Regions from separate parts of the Rattus norvegicus genome. Here region 1 is linked to region 2. A link is a contact called in public Hi-C data. All regions are on one chromosome and are shown on one strand. The core of a region is the stretch at or near the end of the contact, and the rest is flanking DNA. Distances in the headings are between cores, read along the strand shown. Region 1 holds the start of Tcf25 (transcription factor 25). Region 2 holds the start of Spata2L (spermatogenesis associated 2-like).

Region 1 (3,094 bases), core at 581-3,080, 140 kb before region 2:
GTTTTTTTGTATTTCCCTATTTTTTTTAAGATTTATTTATTTATTTTATGTATGCTAGTACACTGTCTGCTGTCTTCAGACAATACCAGAAGAGGACATCAGATCCCAATACGGATGGTTGTGAGCCACCCTGTGGTTGCTGGGAATTGAACTCAGGACCTCTGGAAGAGCAGTCAGTGCTCTTAACCACTGAGCCATCTCTCCAGCCCCATATTTCCTTTGTGTGTGTGTGTGTGTGTGTGTGTGTGTGTGTGTGTGTGTGTGTGTGTGTGTGTGTGTGTTTGAAAACTAAACCTAGCTGGAAGGTGGTGGCACACTCCTTCGATCCCAGCACTCAGGAGGCAGAAGCAGGTGAATCTCTGAGTTTGAGACGAAGCATCTCAAAGCAGTCTACAGAGTGGGTTCAAGGACAGTCAGGGCTACATAGAGAAAGCCTATCTCGAAAAAGAAATAATGACAAGCAAAACCTAATAAATCAGTTACAATGAAGGGATAAGAAATAGTAGGAATGGGGGTGACTTTCAGGCTGAAAGTCAGAGGAGGTAGGAGAGTTCTGACTGTACCAGGGAGCGACTTATTTCAACACTGCCAATCTCTGACCCAAACTTCCAAAGCGTCTGTGACATTTCCCACACTCTTCTTTATCTTGGCTAGGAACTTTTAAACCTGCTGATAAAAAGCAGGGGACAACTGGGGTTGTGCTGTCTAGGGCGGTGCCATAGAGACATGGTCTCCTATCTGCGACTTGAGGACACCTCACTGCATCAGACACATTACAAGTTTTAACTCACTCGAAAATGATCACTGACACCTTACCATATGTGCACGCTGGAGATACAAAACGAGCAAAACATTTTACCTGCCCACACGTGAAGTCTAGATCATAATTCCCACACATATGAAACTGCAGACCCAGATCAGTCAGATGTAAGGAAAAAAGCGGGCCTCAGGAGGACTACACGTCTTTCTGCTGCCAGGAATGCGCTAGGTACAAAGAGCTGGGACCCACTGAGGTATAACTAGCTGGGACACACAGAAATAATTGTGACGAATAAGCCCGAAATGTTTGCAAACGAGCTAGAATAGAGAGACCTCCCCTCGGGTAGCAGATAGGAAACCATGACTACCCTACTATAGCACTGCCCTAGATACCACGACCCTATTCAGTGAAGCCCAGACCCAACTGAACCCCACCTCCCACTCACCGCCCATAGTGGCCCTCCCCTTAGCTGTCTCCGATGTCACGCCACGCCCACACTGACGTCACGGTCCTGTATTGCCCCTACGTCACATCGGGTCGCTAGACCCTGCCCTGAGACACGCCCTATACTGCAGCAAAGTCCTGTCACTCAGCCCCTTGACAGCAACCCCCAGCTAGATCTAGGATGGGGAACGCCGCCCCTCGACAGCTCCGGGACTTGCAATTCAGCACGGCCTCATCACCCCACCCACCCAGCCGAAGGCCCGCCTCCCCCGATGCGGCGCAATTCTTCTCTCCGCCCACCGACTGCAGTCCAGACCCAACTTTATGCCCCTTCGCATGACGTCATGCCCCCTACCATCCCCCTCTGGTTGCCCAGCTCCTCACCAGCTCGAACCGGTTGTTGACACGGACTCCTTCCTTCCCTGCACCCCCGGGGCGCCGGCCACCCAGCCCCGTTTTTGGTCCCTCTTCCTCTGCGTCATCGTCATCAAGGAGGACAAACTGCAGGGCGTCGGGCCCTAGGGGTTCCTGGCCGCGCTGTTCCCCCCTCAGTCTCCGGAGGGCCCGGCGCGACATAGGACCCGACAACCAGATGTAGGCAGAGGGACGAGGAAGAGCAGCAGAGTGGCGGCGCCTGCGCACTTGCGGCGCGCTGGCGCAAGGCTGGCGTGTCGCGTTTGCGCGCCGCGGCTCTCCGGAACTTCCTCCCGATCCCCGGAGGAGTCGTGGAAGGTGCGAGGGTGGCCCAGGGAGTTCTCGCGAGAGTCGAGCCCTGGCGGCGGCTGGAGTGCGGCACTTCAGCTTTCGAGGTGTATGGGTTGCGTTAAGCTGGCTGTGCGGCGGATGGCAACGCGCAGGCTCAGAACGCTGCACGCCACGGACGAGAATCCCCGGGCGAGCGAGCGGGCGGGCGAGCGAGCGGGCGAGCGGGCGGGCAGGAGGGCGGGGCAGGTCAAGAGGCAGTGAGAGCAAGTGCGCTCGCCGCAAGGCACGTGCGCAAAGATTTCTGCTGTGATAGGAGCGAGGGACCCAGTCGCCAGCCCATCTCTGTGTAGCCTACCCATTCGACCTGCCCGATGATCCCCACCTCCACGATGCTACTAGACTGCAAAGGGACAGTTTTCGCCTTAATAGAAACAGTCTAACATCTTCAAGACTGAATATCTGTTCTCCTAGGTGTTCCGGGTTGCTTTTTTATTGTCGCGAACGCAACAGGGACTACCATGTTAATATTGGGTGATCAGGAGCTATCTAGGTGTGGATCCATGGTCTGAAGTCGAGGCGGCAGTCCTTCCTACGTGTATTCTAATTAAGGAAGATTTTCACAATGAGGAAACAGGGACACTCTGCACAGATCCTTTCTTTTTCCATGTTCTTTTTGTTTGGTTGGTTTTGGTTTTCGAGACAGGGTTTCTCTGTGTAGTCCTGGCTGTCCTGGCACTCGCCTTGTTGTAGACCAGGCTGGCCTCTGCCTCTCAAGTGATAGACTAAAGGTGTGTGCGACCACACCCTTTTTTAAAAAAATAAAACAACACCCCCCCAAAAAAAATTTTGCTGTGTAACCCTGCTGCCCTTGAAGCTTGCACAAATCCTCTGTTTCTGAAGGGCTGGAGTTACAGAGCTATTCCAAGTCCAGGCCCCATTTTTTTTTTTTTTTTTTTTTTTTTTTTTTTAGTGTTTTGGAAAACTTTCCTAGACAAGCCAGGATTGAGTACCTCCAAAGTAAAATGGTGCTGGGTTGAACCTTTTCCCAATTTGAGAGCAGGAGAGGGCTGTGTGGGTGTGGAGAGAGGAGCTAGGTCAGTCACCACTCTAAATTCCAACTTCATTTTGGGAGACAGATGTCCTTTTACAGGTGAAGACTGAAGGAGTTTTAAGTACCCCAGAGAG
Region 2 (3,125 bases), core at 190-2,689:
GGCAATTGTTCTACCGTTGGGCCACACCCCTGCCCCCAAGGCCTCTCCTTTTTCTGTTAACTCCCTCTTTATGCTGCAGCTGGGATCCAGGCTTGTCTCAGAACAAGGCAGGCATGGAATCTGTCATGATTTGTCACGAGTTAAACCATGTCACGTTGAGTTAAAGCAACCTCAAAAGCCAACCAAGGTCCCCTTTGGACTGGTGGGCTCACAACAGAAGACCTCTATTCAGTGAGCACAAGCAGGATGCCTGAGGACTGCTGCCTACTTACACTATTTGAAGTCCTCCGACTCAGGGAAATTCTACAAGGCAGAGACCTTCCCTGTGCCAGGTTCTATTTTTATCAAGCTCGGCCTAGGTTTGGTGACCTGGAGAGATAAGAGGTACATGCTATCCAGGAATGGATTGAGCAAAAGATACTGCTTATGTGAAGCTTGGGTGTTAGGATTAAGAAGGTGCCTGAGGGGCTGGAGAGATGGCTCAGCGGTTAAGAGCACCCAACTGCTCTTCCAGAGGTCATGAGTTCAATTCCCAGCAACCACATGGTGGCTCACAACCATCTGTAAAGAGATCTGATGCCCTCTTCTGGTGTATCTGAAGACAGCTACAGTGTACTTATATATAATAAATAAATCTTTAAAAAAAAAAAAAAAAAAAAAAGGTGCCTGAGGTCCTGAGTGAATTGTGTAAGACCGCAGTAAGTCGAGGAACAGTTTCCCTGAAGTCACCCAGACTGATTCTTGGTGACTACATGATCCAGGTCAGTTTTGCAGACCTGCAGGTCACACATTTAAGGAGCACCTTCTCCTGGAGGATGAATACATTCATCCTACCTCAAATGCTCCCTAACCTATTTTCTCGGACTAAGAAATGAAGTACCAGAGAACAGAGAACAAAGCCAGCAGAGGCCCTCCTGGGTGCCTCCTGCTCTGTTATTTGTGTGTTAAGTGTCTTGTCTGCCAGCAGAGGATGTTGGCAACTGGAGTTAGAGCTGGTTGTGAGCTGCCACACTCAGACCCACTGGGCAATCCACCACCCCACCCGTTTTAAATCGTACCTAAATACACGTGTTTGACCTCCTTTGGTCCATGATCAGCCCGCCTAGATAGGCCCCGCCTAGCTGGTATTTGGCTATTCTGTGGGTTGACTTGAGGAGCCAAAATCCAGTCTGGTTCAGACCTGCTCCAGTGGCACATCTTGGAGACATGTATTACACAACCACTGTGTACTCCCACTCCCTGGCCCGTAACTAGGCGATTACCGACCTCAGACTGGTGGAAAGACTGGAGACAGTGAATCTGAGAGGACCTCAAAAGGTGAGCTGCGAGGGAGAGCCACGCCCAGCTTCGCCCAGGCCGCGCCCACACCACCACCCTCCTACTTCGCTGAAAGGGCGGCACCCGACTCCAGCCTCGCCCCCAACGTCACAACCAAGGCCAAGGGGCGGGCTTGACACTCTGCGGAAGAGCGAGGATAGACCCAGGCCCAAGCGGAGCTCTCTGGGATAGCTGGCGACTAGCAGGTAGCACCGCCGCCCTTGGGGACGGTCGGTGGGAGAGGGGTTTTGGTTGCAAGAGGTTCAGCTGATGGGAGCAGTGCTGTTGATACGAGGATGATCAGCAAGCGGTGCTGAAGGTGTCACGGGGAGGGGAGGCTGTAGATACTGTGGTCACTGAGCTGTCTCATGGCTGAAGGGGATCATAGATCCCGGGACTTGCTAAGCTCTCAAGGTCCCTATTTCCAGGTTGGAGGGGGCCCTGGAGTTGCTGGGTGCGGGGTGGAGAGTGGCACAGCTGAGATGATATGGTCTCTAGTTTGACACCTCGTCCCGCGCTCGGTCAGGATGGGCAGCAGCTCGCTGTCGGAGGACTATCGCCTGTGCCTGGAGCGTGAGCTGCGGCGCGGCCGCGCGGGCGTCTGTGGCGATCCCTCGCTGCGCGCGGTGCTCTGGCAGATTCTGGTGGAGGACTTCGACCTGCACGGGGCGCTTCAGGACGATGCGCTGGCACTGTTCACTGATGGCCTGTGGGGCCGTGCTGACCTGGCGCCAGCCCTCCGCGATCTGGCCCGCGCCTTCGAACTCCTAGAGCTGGCCGCTGTGCACCTGTACCTGCTGCCCTGGAGAAAGGAGTTCACCACCATCAAGGTACGGTGTTAGTGATGCTCCTTCACTCCCTTCCTGGTCCGACTGCTGGGGGCTGCAGGCCCTCTTCAGGGGAGGGTTCTGCGCTGAGGGGTCGTGGGCGTTGGGATTGCATGCCTATCAGTCATTGACCTAGAACTTACATGGCTGTCCTCAGAGTAGTCTCACTGCCCTAGTTGCCATGGAAATTCTAGGGTAGCTGTGGGTGGGTGAGGGAGGTATTTGATGTCCTATGGTCATCTTAACTCCTCTAGGATGTGGACTGGTCCCTTCTGTAAAAGGAGGCTGCTAAGACTGGGAAGAGAACGGCAGGGGTCTTGTTCCTGCCTAGGTCCAGGTTAGGTGGCCAGGTCCAGGGCTGGCTTAGTCCTGAGGTCAGATGGCAGACCACCTAGAGGGGGCAGGGCCGCTCTGAGCTAATTTTGAGTGGGAAGGCAATGACGTCAGTAAGCACGTGGGCGAGGTAAACCTCCACTGGTTGTCATGGCAGCGTCTCCCCCTCCACACCCCATCAGCCTGCTGCTCCACAGGGACACCCGAGATCCCAGGACTTTCATTCATCCTGTGACGCTAGAGGCCCAGAGGACAGAGGCGGCGGCTTGGCCTTGACATTGTAGAGTTCAGAAAGTGTTGGGGTGGAACTGGCAAGGATAGAGCCTCCTAGCTGGGTAGTTTTTGGGGAAAGCCCCTTTTCTCTTCAGTCAAGGTGCAAAGACCAAAGAAGGGTGTTCTAGCCTGTGCTCCTTGTGTGTAGATGTCCTCTTCCTGAGGGTGCTGGGCACAGAAGTGCCCCAAGGGTGCCTAGAGCCGTTCTGGATGTTCACACTTGAGAAAGACCCACACTTAGCCTGCCCCTTTGGCCCGGTAGGTAGCTTTGATCTAGAAAGCACATTAGAGTCTGGAATACTAGAGTCGGGGAGGAAACAAAAACAATGGGCAGAACAGGATGTAAGAGGCTACCTGCCAGCTAGATGCGATGGA

The links. Hi-C and Micro-C count contacts between places; a contact is called where the count stands out from the background.
Region 1: a contact with region 2 is called in a Hi-C map of prefrontal cortex, with 2.3 times the contacts expected there. The contact joins the promoter of Tcf25 here to the promoter of Spata2L in region 2. A contact is called at or near these places in 12 of 12 Hi-C or Micro-C datasets (the A7r5 cell line, the Rat2 cell line, Schwann cells and 7 more) and 1 of 1 datasets of contacts at active chromatin or transcription factors (oligodendrocytes).

Annotation. Positions count from the first base shown.
Region 1 is chr19:68,322,838-68,325,931 of GRCr8, reverse strand. It overlaps Tcf25 (transcription factor 25), which reads right to left and starts at 1,830. Exons shown (of 18, transcript NM_001400950.1): 1 at 1,589-1,830. The coding sequence starts at 1,780.
Region 2 is chr19:68,180,383-68,183,507 of GRCr8, reverse strand. Spata2L (spermatogenesis associated 2-like) reads left to right here and starts at 1,439. Exons shown (of 2, transcript NM_001109133.1): 1 at 1,439-2,147. The coding sequence starts at 1,845. It also overlaps a transcript of Cdk10 not described here.